Regions from separate parts of the Gossypium hirsutum genome. Here regions 2 and 3 are each linked to region 1. A link is a contact called in public Hi-C data. All regions are on one chromosome and are shown on one strand. The core of a region is the stretch at or near the end of the contact, and the rest is flanking DNA. Distances in the headings are between cores, read along the strand shown. Region 1 holds the start of LOC107889075 (transcription factor FER-LIKE IRON DEFICIENCY-INDUCED TRANSCRIPTION FACTOR). Region 2 holds the start of LOC107889070 (gibberellin 2-beta-dioxygenase 6). Region 3 holds the start of LOC107889065 (omega-3 fatty acid desaturase, endoplasmic reticulum-like).

Region 1 (4,572 bases), core at 1,939-4,438:
ATATGAAATCATTTTCCATCAACTTCTATACCACTCATGCTTCTTGTTTATGCATACACGTTTAAAACAATAAAATGAATGTTTAATTTAAATAAAAAGAGAAGAAAATTAATCACTTCTTACTTAAATTTAAACTTATCGAGGGACAGAATTATCTAATATTTTAAAGGATTTAGATAAAATGTTAATTAAAAAAATAAGTTTGGATAAAACATTAAACCTGTTTAAGAATTGAATTGAGCTAAAGTTCTAACACTAAACTTAAATCTTCTTTAATCGTTTTCAAATTTATTATATGTTTTTTTTCTTTTATGTTTAATATATTTTATATCATATAAAAATTAATATAATATACTAAGCTATTTATGCTTAAAATTTTTATAGAAAATATATAATGATAGTAAAAAGATATCATATCATTATTAAATATTATCTGAGATCATTATTATTTTTAAAAATAGAGAAATATGTACTTAAATAATTATACATCATATTTATGACATGGAATAACATGAACCCGTCCTAACTTCCACCTTAAACACTTCTAACTGTCACTTAATGGGAAAAAAGAAGAAGAGCAAAACATTATGTACAAATGATGACGATCCAAGTAGCCTCAGAAAAGTCCTTTTAAGTTAACCCTTGGGCATAGAGTGGGCCTTATGAAAGCTTATTTCAGCTGAAAAAGAGCATCTCCGAATATTAAGCCCAGCCCTTTGATCATGCTTTCAAGCTGACAGAAAATGTCCATACATAAGGGCTTGAATTTTTAAAGGATAAATTCTATAGAAGCTCCCTATAGTATGTTTCTTTTAAAATTTGGTCCCTATACTATAACTTTATATTTTGACTTTTTGAAATGCTTACTTTTTGTACTGTGACCAACTTTTTTTTCGTTTATTCTTTCAAGAAATTTGGCGTCACTTATTTTTATTTTGAACATATAATAATGTCATTTTTTGTATATTTAAAATAGACCAAAAAAAAAAAAGGAAAAAAATATAACACTTGTCCAAATTGTAAAAAAACTTGTTGATGTGTGCATGCCACATCACCACATATTTAAAACAATAAGCAAAGTCAATTAATTTGATGGAATTAACAGAAAAATTGACTCACACATTTCAAAAAGTAAAAGACTAAAAATAATGGAATTAAATAGTACCCAAACAAAATCTACCAAAAATACATAGTATAAGAACCTTCTGTGACCAATGGAAGTTCAAGTGTTGATTTCCAATAATCACTAAAATTATGGGCAACAAATGAAACTCAATTAAATGTTTATGTCCATTACCTCGTTTCTAGTTAATTTAAGTTGCCTCATGACAAAAAGTGTAACGACGATGCTTGTTGGACTAATTTTGGAGTTGTTCAAAAGTTTCTTTTATTAAGAAAAAATATTTCTAAAATTACCCATAATTTTTCCTAACTCATAAATAAGAGAATAATACGATTCAGCGTATTCGACGTCCTCTCACATTGGCAACAACGCCCATGCCATTTGAGTTAAAACTCAATCAGTTGAATTTTTTTTTAACTTGTTAAATTGAGTGGTTTTGTATTTTTGGAAACCTTTTTGGTAAACTTTCATTTTTTGAATCATTTTTCATCATTTTGAAATATATTTTCAGGAACTTTCCATTTTATAAAAAATTTAAGGATGATAATGGAGGGACAGAAGTGGATATTGTTAAATCCACCACTGCTTTACGGTTAATATATTTTACTCCACCACTCGCCCTACCCTCTATTATGGAGGTATAATATTAAAAATTACTATCACCTTTATGGATGTTGGATGCATCCATACCTACCCCACACTGCTCCGTTTTAATTTAATTTTGACTACTTGTCTTTAACATTTTCAGTTTTTTTTAAAGTCAAGTAAATATTTAAACCCAATTTTTAAAAAAAATTAAATATAAAATATAGATGGTTCTTTTCCATATTATGTTATTATATGTTTACCTTTTTAATAGTTTATATATACAAAAATAAAACTGTAATTTCATATAGTGAAACAGGTCAGGATGAAGTAAAAAATTGTCACAACCGTTTCATACTTACTATTTGGAAGAAAAAAAAAACAATTATCTCGCCTCACATCTACTTTTCAAAAAAAAATTGAAACTCATCAAGCAGTTTAGATTTTGTTATCGCTACACTTTCTTATCTCGCCTCAGGCATGGTGATGCAAAACTCTCATTTTCATTTCCTTTTTAATTGTATTTCTCTTGTAAAAAATTAAGTTATTTTGAGAAAAGATGAAGAATATTTAGGTTGAGTTATTAGTTTTGGATGTTATGGACTTATGTTGGGGACTTTTCTAGGCCATTGATAGATAATTGGAGAGGACTAAACCCAAGAGGATATGGACAGCTTGAGGGCCCAAACACAACTGAATACACTATGCCCAATGAATACCTCTTTTACTAGAGCACTTCTGTCACCCATAATACAATTGAATTCATCACACATAACTTTAGGAAGTAAAAAACCAAGTTGATCAATTTTAAATTAATTCAAGATTAATAATAATTTTATTAAAATATTTGCCTTCCATACTCCGAACTGCTCTAAAGTTTCAAGGACTTCGATTGAGTCTTAACTCAGTTAGTATCAATATTATTGTCAATGTAGAAGAACATGGATTCGAGTGCACTAAAACATATAATCCTTTTATTTAAAGGTTGGGAGGGGCAATGAGTAGTTCTAGACATTATATCAAAAATTAAAAATTAAAAATCATGATGCTACACTTATATGAAAGAAATTAAATCAAAAAAAATTTAATGAATACATTCTCCACGTATAAAGGCATCTGAGTGCAAAGAAAAATTGATTAGTTAAACAATGAATAAATTCATTTATAAATTATATAATCAATTTTATTAAGCTTGCTTCATGTCAAATAATTAGGCATTAATATTGCCAGCAGATGTGCAATCAACTAAGCATTGACTTTCTTTGTCTTCCCTTCACTTCTTCAAATAGATGAGTGTAAAGAACAGCTACTAATATTGTTCTTTCTCCGATTGGATAAGTTGACTTATTTTTAATCAACTTACTGAAATATAATTACTTTTTAACTATGGGCATGGTTTGATTGATGCTGCAGGCTATGTCACTACATATGTCATCACCTTACCAATTACTAATAAACAATGAAAAATAATCAATGGCAGCATTAGATTCTCCTAGTGATTCCTTTCACACTATGGAAATGAGAAGAAGCAGTTTCAAATTCTAAATTTATAAGCTAATACCAGCTACGCCTCTCACAATCAGGCAGTCTTCTGCATATATGCTGATTAATCACATAAATGGATGCATCGAGAAATTCCCCTCTGGAGCTCCCTGACCACTTTGAACCATATGACTTCGTTGAGGATCCTAACTTTGATCAGTTGGTCAATCTAATTCAAGGAGAAACCGAAGACGTGGTCTCCGCTTTCGATTATGATCTTATCAATGGCTGCTTTGATGACAAGCAGACTGGTGGAGCACCTGGGGATGCTTTCGAGTTTGATGCTACAAGCACCATGGTGCCGGATTTTAACTATGCTTTCAATGCATTGCCTAGTTTTGATGGAGAAATAATGAAGGATGGGGAGGAAGATAGCGACGAGGAAGACGAGTCTTCCGGGACAACAACAACAACATCATCGATGACAACAAAGAAATCAAAGGCTGATCGGTCGAGAACTTTGATTTTGGAACGACGCAGGAGGGGTCAGATGAAGGAGAAACTCTATGCATTGCGTTCCTTGGTTCCTAATATAACTAAGGTATACCTTGTTTGCAGTGCGTGCTTCAATTGTAACTTATATGGATTAACACTAAAAAGAATTTCACTTAGACAGATTGCATGACGGAATTTGCAGTCTGTTGGTATAGAATGAAGCTACACTGATGGACTAAATTATAAAAATAATACATGACGGTCAGGTCAAATCCGCCGGTATAAGTACGTAGCGACAGAATATTTATATCCGCCAGTATAGCTCCACTTAAAAGATGGGTGCTAAATTTAGCTTGTTGGCGATGCTAATAAACTTATGCCTGCAGATGGACAAGAAATCCATAATTGGAGATGCTGTATTGTATGTGCAAGACTTGCAAATGCAGGCTAAGAAGCTAAAAGCTGAGATTACTGGTCTTGAAGCATTGATGGCAGGGTACCAAGAAGAATCAATTAATAACCCCGTTAAGATTCGAGTTGCAAGAAACAACCATCCCATTTGCAAGAAGATTTTGAAGGTATTGAAGTGTATATATAGATTGTCTTGTCACTTAATAAACCTTTCTTCCATGGAAAGCAAATTAAACAAAATAATGCTTCCATGTTGATTTGCAGTTGGATATGTTTCAAGTGGAAGAAAGAGTGTTTTACGTTAGACTGGTTTGCAACAAAAGTGAAGGGGTTGCATTATCACTTTACAAGGCCCTTGAATCCCTTTCCAACTTCAAAATTCAAAATTCCAATCTGGCCACCGTTTCTGACACATTTGCATTAACATTTACTCTAAATGTAAGTGACTCTTTTCTTATGTTCCTCTCAATTTGTTG
Region 2 (4,598 bases), core at 1,411-3,910, 190 kb before region 1:
ATAGGGCTCGTTCTTTGGATTTTAATTTGGGCTATTGTTACAGATTTTTAGGCTTTTTTTTATCTCACCATTTTGGGCCTATAATAATTTTGAATTTGGTACTAATCTTATTAAAATTTAAAAACAATAAATATTTATTTAAAAAATTTCTGTTAAGTGTACTATGGTCATTTCAATTCTTTCTTAAACCATTACAATATCAATCCATTCAACCAAATATAAGAATACTATTACAATTTTATTCTATTCTATTCCATTCCATTCAACTAAATATTTGAATTACTAATTACAATTTTATTCCGTTACAAAAAGTTCATAATCCTTCTCCTACCTTCAAAAATAAATAAATGATTAAATTGAATTTAAACCATTAAACTTGATGTTGACTTCCCCTGAGAATGAAGCAACTTTGAGTCATAATTGTACTAAATAACATAGGTCGTGGTTCGATTTTAAACAAGTTTTCAAGCTCGAACATGGTTTCGTCTATCTCAATAATCTGTTCTATTGTTTGAAAAATAATAAAATTATTTTTATTTAAATTTAATTATAAAAAATATATAAATATAAATATAATTTAATTTAATATTTTTTAATTATTTTTCAATAATAAACTGACTAGATCAAGTCGATCCAAAGTCTAAGCCTGGCCCAAAACTGGACCTAACCAACCCGATCAACCATGAAACGCCTTCGAGTTCTAAGCCTACTATTGCCATTTCCTCAATGAATTAAAAAAAAAAGCAGAAAATATATAAACTAGGCAGAAATGTTTAGGTAAAAAAAAAAAGATAAACTAACTTTTAGTTTTTGAATTTGAAAACTTTTCTTAGCCCCCAAATTTTTTTGTCCATATTAATCTCAAAATTTGATTAATTTTTTAAATTTAGTCCCTAAATTTAAATTTCATAAAAATACGATAATGTGATACTTTGAGATTGAGTCATATGATTACTTGATTTAATATATATATTGGATTTTTTTAGATTTTATACAGTTTTTTTTTAAATATAGGTAATAACATGGCACAATTTTAGTGGTAGTGTCATTATTACTTTAATTCATGGACCAATTTGAGAAAAGTTGCCAAATTCCAAAACTAAAGTAGACAAAAAAATTTCATGAATCAAGTTAAAAAATTGCCAAGTTCATAAATTAAATACTGTTTTATTCAAAAAAAAAGTAGGACATAATTTATGTACGAGTTAAATAACTATTTGGGGCCTAAATTAGGTAATTGTTCTCAATTAGATCTTGAATTTTATGGTTTTTAAAGAAATATCAAGGACCAACTTGGAAAAAAAAATTTCAATCCTTAATATGAGAATAATTACCAAGTTCAAGGACTATTTGGACAAAAAAAAATTAAAATTTCAACGTGAAAGCAATTATCATATTCAAGGACTAAGTTGAATAAACTTTTTTTAAAATTTCAATGTAAAAACAATTAGCATGTTGAGGTAGTAAAAATATATAAACGCAGGGGTAGGTTGAAAGATTTTATATACTTGTACCTTCGAGATTCTTAAAACGAAGCAAGTAACAATCCCATGGCGTTTTCAAAATTAAGGACGGTGATTGGAATCGTGAAAGTAATTATTAGCTTCTTCTTTTTTATTCAATAGAACAATTATTTCATTAAAAAGTCTTAATTCATTATTCAGTTTTCTTTTCACAATGTTAATAAAAAATTTAATCATTATTAAAATATTTGTAAATATTATAAAAAATTGATATATTCTAAATAAAATACTTTAATATTGATTTTATTATATTCAATTATACAAATGTATTATTTATAAAATTTTAACAATTTTAAAAATATGAGTTTTTTTGTATAATTTATTGTTTTTATTAACTAAAAAATATATATATTTTAATTCTATGTAAGATTTTCAATTTTTCTTGAGCATTTAAACCATGTTGTATTGTACAATCATATGCGGTTAAAATTTAACGAAATAAAACATTGAGGGCTAAAGTACTTCAACAAAAAGTTCAATTGTCCAAAGGTGTAAAGTATGAAGGACTTTTTTGTTATTATACCGTACAACAAAACTTATTGCTAGCAAGTCTATATGGTTAAAAATATCATGTTCCAATAAAAAATGGGTACAAAAATTAATTTTCGTTACTAAAATTATAATTTAGAAATTCAAATCAAGAAATTAAAATTTTATAATTTTAATAATTTAACTCACTTATTATTATTGTACTTTTATAACAAACAAAAAAACTTCAAAAAAAAATAGTATTTGACCATTTAAAAATTATCAAATCACATTTTAATCACAGATATTTAAAAACATGTGTAATTTTGACCAAATTTGAGCTTTGTATCTCAGCCGAAGACGTACGGATATCCGCGTCTCCGAAAGGAACAAGAAACTTCACCAATTGCTATACTTAAAGCAGTGTTGTGAGAAATCCTAAGACGATACCGGAGCAGAGCAGGCAGTAGCCGGCAAATCAGCTGACTGAGGGAGGTCTTTTAGGCATTCACTAAAGTTGCAGTGACTGACAAATAAAAACAAGTCAGCTTAGCTAGGGTGACGATATATCGACACGTGTCACAACATATCAAAATGGGTCCCTACCTAAATATAATTTCACTTCCACTTTAGGACAAAACCTAATCCCCTCGCTCTATATATACCGTCTGTACTGAACCCTGAAATACAGAAGAAAATATATAAGGTATATGATTAGAAACATGCTTCAAATGAGCAACGTTGGATCTTACCCTCCTGTGTTTCGCCAGCTGAACGGTGAGGGTGTTCATCCTCCGCAGCAGATGATGGCTCAATTGAAGAAGAACAACTACTCCATGGAAGACACCAGTACCACCACCCAAGAAGATTCAGTTCCAATCCCTATGGTGGATCTTGAGTGCCTTAGCCTGCATAAGCTTGGGGATGCTTGTAAAAATTGGGGTCTTTTTCGTTTGGTTAACCATGGGATCCCTTCAACCCTTTTGACCAAACTTCAGTACCATGCCAAGATGTTGTTTGGTTTATCCTTTGAGTCCAAGCAAGCCTTAATCACTAACCCTATGTCTTATTTCTGGGGCACCCCTGCCTTAACCCCATCTGGGACTGCCCTAAACCCTGCTGCCTCGACTTCAACTATGAACTGGCTCGAAGGGTTTAATGTTCCACTCACTCAACTCCCACACTTCCATTCTGAACATCCTATGCTTCATTGTTTCAGGTACTGTTTCTTTGTTGATTGCTTTTGGTTGGCGTTTTTCTTTTTGGATTTTGTATTGCTTTTGGGTGGGCAGTAATCACTACGAAGTGACCAACTGATTGAACTGTTCCAGATTTTTTTTTGCAAAAAATGAAGATTGCAAGGTCAGCATCAATAACTTTTTTAAGACCCTGTCCCCAAAACAAAATATGCAAATAGTTTCAATGGACCAATCATCATATTTTCTTTACTTTTAATTTCCCATACATAGTTATATACCACATTCCTCGCCATCACCATATATATGATTCAACTGAAAATTGGAAGAATTTAATTTTCAATGAAAACTATCACAGTTTTTGAGTTCTCATTCTTGTAAGTCGTAACGAAGATTAATCAACAACTTTCAGGTTGTGGGACCAATTATGTCAGTAGGATTAACAATCATGGATTGATAACAGTACGATAAATAGTATATTTCCTGTATGGTTTATTGATAGGAGGATGAATGTATAGTTCCAATGATGATTAATTTATTTCATCAATGTCGAGCTAAGATAGTGAATCCTCATGTAGCAAAGACGAAACCGAACCTTCCACCATGACCCTCAATTCTAAAATTTAAATTTCAAACCCTAATCTCTAATTTAAACCAAAAATTCAAACCCAAATCCTAAACATAGAATCCAAAATCCTGAACTCAAAATTTAAAACTTGAACCTCGAATCCCGAACCTTAAACTCGAACCCCAAATTTAAAGTTTAGGATTTAGGATTTAGGATTTAAATTTGAGGTTTAGGTTTGATTCAAGATTTAAGATTTAATGTTTAGAGTTTAAGGTTTAAAGTCAAAGGCCGGGGTTTAATATTCAGGGTTTGGAGTTTAAGGTTCAAGATTTAAGTTAAGAGTAAAAAAATTGCCAAATTTATGTGTTAATGAGATAGAAAAAATTATTAAAATGTTATTAAATAATTGAAAATGGACCATAAATAATATGGTGAAAAAGATTTATAAAATAATTTCTATATTTATAAAAAATTACTTTTAGTTAAATTATAAGTGTAGTAGTAAAAATTTTATGTACAAATCTTATGTTGTATCCTAAACATTTAGTCAGTATTTTTTTAGGAAATTAGTTTTTAGTTGTTTTAGGTAAAGATTTTATAGGAAATTATGAAAAGACAAAACCATAACTATAATAATATTTTTTATTTTGTTAAGAAATTATTTTTAAATTATTTTCTAATTGAACTAGTCCTTAATTAATTTATAACTCCAGTTTAATAATAATATGGATGGATATATACATGATTGATCATGTCCTTTAATCTTTGGCAATTAAAACTTTCATCCACAAAATTAATAATTAAGTGTTCCATTTCATTGTTTATAAGATAATTGAATTCAAA
Region 3 (4,425 bases), core at 1,128-3,627, 250 kb before region 1:
TACTATAATGATAAACTTTCTAAAAAAATTTATAATTTTTCTTTTTTGAAATTTATTTATTTTTTAAAATATTTATTATTATTAAGGTTGAATTTTTGTATATATATATATATTTATGGAGTGGATTGATGTTTTATAAAATTTAACCTAAAATAAAAATAGGTCTGTTCTTATTTTCTGGAAATCTCAGAAGACAGGGATAACTATTCTTGCCCCATGCCCTGGCTACTTTTGTGAAAGGCTGTAAGATCCACATGTAATTGTCGATTGCTATATATATAAAGGATGTAGATGACATGTGAGATCATGTGCTGATAATCAATCTATGAAATTATATTTGTTCAATGGAAAATATAAATAAAAGAATGAAAGAATCCAAAAGTTTTTATATTTTTTTATTATATAATAATAAAATTTGTATTTCATTCTCCTACAGTACCGTGTATATGTTTGGTAACAATAATCATGTTTTTGATGAGACTACAGGAACTTCAACCTTAATTATTTTGAAGACACAAAAAGAAAAAAAAAACAAAACAAAACAAAAACAAATACAAAGTCCCTTCTAAAAGCGAAAAGAATGAAGGCCCTTGTTTGTTTCAGCTCTATGATCTCTAAATAAAATGGCTCATGCGGATTTGGGAGGAGAAAACAGGTTGGGATCCGTCTGATAAAATACAATCTCTCCGCTGTTGCTCACGTAATGATCTTGTTTCATGCTCGACACTAGATTCTCTATTAAGTGAAACGGAATCGGCCCTGATTTCTTCGGCTCCCGGTAGTATTTTCCTATCACCGGTTTCGCTGCTTTTGTCTGCACCACACCCCGTTTTCAAGCTTACTGCTAGGTGATGGAAACATTTTGAGGAGTAATCTAAAATTAACCCAAAAATTGAGAATACTTACAGCTTCGACTAAGTGATAATGGGGGATCTGAGGAAAGAGATGATGAATGACATGGGTGCCAATGTCATGGTGGATACCATTGAATATACCATAATCACGGTCTATTGTTGTAAGCCCTCCTCTCAGGTAACTCCATTCCTGATAGTCGTCACACAAACAAAATCATTGATAGTGTCAAATGCAATGGAGGGGGCGGGTTGTAATTACTACCTTGCCACGATACCAAGGAAGCTTCTGCTCGTATCCATGGTGATGAAGGTAAGTCACCACATCCAGCCATGCCACGAAAATCTAATGGAAATGGTAACAATCATATATTCATTACTCAGAGATATATATATATTGTGAATTTGGTAGAAGTGGCATACCAAGTAGGGAACACCGTAGAGCTTGAATGTCATGGATGGACCGATTACAGAGGATAAATACACAAGGAAAACCACCATTGCTATCCAACAGGTTGTTGATGTCATTATATGTTTCCGTTCTTGGGGAGCAAACAAGTTGCTGTATGGGTTGAAGTGAGATCCTGTCTTTCCTGGACTTCTGTGCCACTGCATATCCAAAATTTACCCAATGTTTATTTACTTCAATCTTGTTAAATCATGACTAATTGTTAAAATCATCTTTTGCATTTCAATCAATGTCTCTCACCAAATAGACAGGGTATGCAAATAGGGGGAATGGGATTTTGAATCTCAGAAACTTGGTCCTGCTGCTCAAACTATTATAAAGATCTTCGGACATCTGAAATTAAATATATATATATAAGTTTGGTTTTCGACTGCATGAACTAACTGAATTCAATTCGATATACATACCGGAACCCAAGACTCATCCTTCTCCACATTTCCATGGTTTTGATGGTGAGTTCTATGGCTTATTCTCCTATATAAAAAATTGTTCAAATGAAGTTCCATAGTATATGAAGAACAAATGTTGAGCTAATCAATTAATGAACTTACCATCCATGGTAAGGAACAAGGATGGTAGAATGTAAGATATGTCCCATCACGTTATTAAGTATGGGATTATCAGAGAAGCTTCCATGTCCACTGCAAAAACAAAAACAAAAATCCCAGGAGTTAATTAACCGAAATGGAAAATGGAAGTGAAAAAGAGATTGATAAAATGAGTCGTTGTACCAATCATGTCCAAGGACAAAGACAGCCCAAAACATGGTCCCTTGGGCAACCCAGTAGAAAGGCCAAAAGAACCAGCTACGGAAATAAAGTGCAGCTGCTAAGAGTGCAGAGATGACAATGGCGTCCCTGAAAACATAACTCATAGACCTCCAAGGGTTCTTGACCCAACAGTGCTTTGGAATAGCAGCTCGGATATCATTAATACGGAAAGGAGGGGCTTCACTTGGATCGAACAACTTATCTTGCTCCTTCTTCATTATCCCATTAACATCCTCACCCTTTTTCTCCATTGTTTCTAATGATGTTTCCTTCATTGAAGGGCTCATTCTTTCAGTTCCCCGTCTCTATCTGCACCAACCCACACTCCAGTTTTAATAGGGCAGCAGCATAACAGTCCGCCAAATTTAAAATAAATAAATAAATAAAAAGGAAAAGGGTGTTTTCTCTCTTAAAAACAAACAATTTATATATTCCAGACATTCAGACACTTACTGTTCAACGTTGCTGGTCTCTTTTTTCGAATTACCACTATTAAATTCTCTTATTCAACAATTGTATGTATGTATGTATGTATGCATGCATGTGTATGTATGGTCCCGACAGATCAAGTTTCCAGCTAGTGTGGTATAATGAATATTTGTGTACGGATCAAAAACCCATCTCCCCATAAACCTCATTAATAGTTGCAAACAAGTGGGTTTAAAAACTTTCACCTTCCAATAATTGCACCTCTTCTACAATATGTTCAGTTTTTTTTGAATGATGGGTAATTGTTTAAAGGGATACTATTTACAGACGATTGTGAATAAAAAAGAGAAAAATAATTAATTTGAAATATAAGAAAAAATTAAAGAGTTGTGATAGAGCTAGGGTTTGGGAATTGCCATCACTATCATCATCTAGGGATTCACACCATCATTCCATTTGCAATGGAGATACATGTAACAATTAAAATGTTAAAAGGAGCATGAATTTAATACAAAATTCAATGATAAGAAAAAGGCAGACAATAAAGTAAAATTCCACTATGCATATAAATATCTTCTCTGTTCATTATAATTTAGTTTATAATTGAATTATTAGATTTGGGGTAAAGATGCGGTTGTTGAATATAGATATATATAGTGTGTGAAATTGCAGGTAGTCAGGGACCGTTGGGCGAGGCTGGTGGATGAATTTATAAAACTATAGAAAAAGGAAGCGTCAGTCAGCCTCATGTACTCTAATTTAATACCATTCTTAATATTAACCTCTATTTTTGTCCTAGGTCCCTGTACTGTGTGTTTCTAGTGAAATTAGTCCTTTGGAATACGTTTTCAGACTCACTTTATTTTCATTTAATAATACTGAAATGAATATGTGAGTGAGCTCAGTATTATAAATAAAATAAACATTGAGGGACTCAAGAGTAAAGTTAGGGTTTAGCTATCTGCCATCACCACTAAAATATTCATCTCTCATTTTCACATGTCATGTGCTGACCAACTCAAAGCCAAGCCCACTTAATCCTTCCTATTGCTTTGCTAGTTTTTAAAATCTAACCCTTTAATTTTATTTTAAAAATTTTATTTTAGTCTTTTTTATCAAATCACTTAACTTCACTAACATGATATATATGTGGATTACCACATCATTAATTAATTAATTTTTTTAATTTTAAAAATTTATAAATAATTATTAAAATTATTTTAAATTTTAAAATTATTTAAAAAGTATAAAAAAATATTTTTAATAGTTTTAAATTTTTAAAAATTAATTAATTACTGACATAGACTGCAAAGTTAATAGATACTGACATAGACTGCAAAGTTAATAGACTTTTAATTTTTTTATCAATTTTAAAGTGATTTGACAAACAATACAAGTTCAATGACTAAAATAGATGAAAAGTTAAATGAAGAACCAATGGCAAAGTTAAAAAATTCTTTTAAGGGGGCAAAATGAAAATTTAATTTTTAATAGTTTATATCTTTGTAATTTTTAAAAAAATTAAATTAATTTTTTATAATTTTAAAAGGAATTAAAATATGATTTTATTTATTTTTTTAAATGATCTAAATAACAATTTTTTTATTTTAGGGTCGGAGTCACTAGCAACCGGAGATTCACGTATGTGAAGAACTAAGACATCGGAAACTGAATGGAAACAATTTAAGATATTGGGGTCCAGACAATTTTAAGTAAAACATTAAATGCTCAACAAAATGTGGAGGTTGGAGAGGTGCCGGGGGAATTTAATATTGAGTCCCTCATATAAATTAAAATTTCAGTTTAATTTTTTGAACATTTTTTTGTCAGAATAACAAATTGTTCTGTTTCAAAAACAAATGATTTAATTTAGATAAAAACTTTTTAACCCTCAAATTCTTGATTA

What was found. A called contact is a pair of places that touch in the nucleus more often than the background predicts.
Region 2: a Hi-C map of leaf shows a contact between it and region 1, with 2.1 times the contacts expected there. The contact joins the promoter of LOC107889070 here to the promoter of LOC107889075 in region 1. A contact is called at or near these places in 4 of 34 Hi-C or Micro-C datasets (leaf and seedling).
Region 3: a Hi-C map of leaf shows a contact between it and region 1, with 1.5 times the contacts expected there. The contact joins the promoter of LOC107889065 here to the promoter of LOC107889075 in region 1. A contact is called at or near these places in 2 of 34 Hi-C or Micro-C datasets (both in leaf).

The regions. Positions count from the first base shown.
Region 1 is chrA09:63,680,269-63,684,840 of Gossypium_hirsutum_v2.1, reverse strand. It overlaps LOC107889075 (transcription factor FER-LIKE IRON DEFICIENCY-INDUCED TRANSCRIPTION FACTOR), which reads left to right and starts at 3,188. Exons shown (of 4, transcript XM_016813376.2): 1 at 3,188-3,791; 2 at 4,072-4,263; 3 at 4,361-4,534. The coding sequence starts at 3,327.
Region 2 is chrA09:63,869,277-63,873,874 of Gossypium_hirsutum_v2.1, reverse strand. It overlaps LOC107889070 (gibberellin 2-beta-dioxygenase 6), which reads left to right and starts at 2,660. Exons shown (of 3, transcript XM_016813370.2): 1 at 2,660-3,210. The coding sequence starts at 2,702. It overlaps LOC107889069 (PHD finger-like domain-containing protein 5A), which reads right to left and starts at 23. Exons shown (of 2, transcript XM_016813369.2): 1 at 1-23.
Region 3 is chrA09:63,934,105-63,938,529 of Gossypium_hirsutum_v2.1, reverse strand. It overlaps LOC107889065 (omega-3 fatty acid desaturase, endoplasmic reticulum-like), which reads right to left and starts at 2,377. Exons shown (of 8, transcript NM_001326755.1): 1 at 2,052-2,377; 2 at 1,872-1,961; 3 at 1,728-1,794; 4 at 1,561-1,653; 5 at 1,275-1,460; 6 at 1,117-1,197; 7 at 907-1,044; 8 at 629-814. The coding sequence starts at 2,377. The coding sequence ends at 629.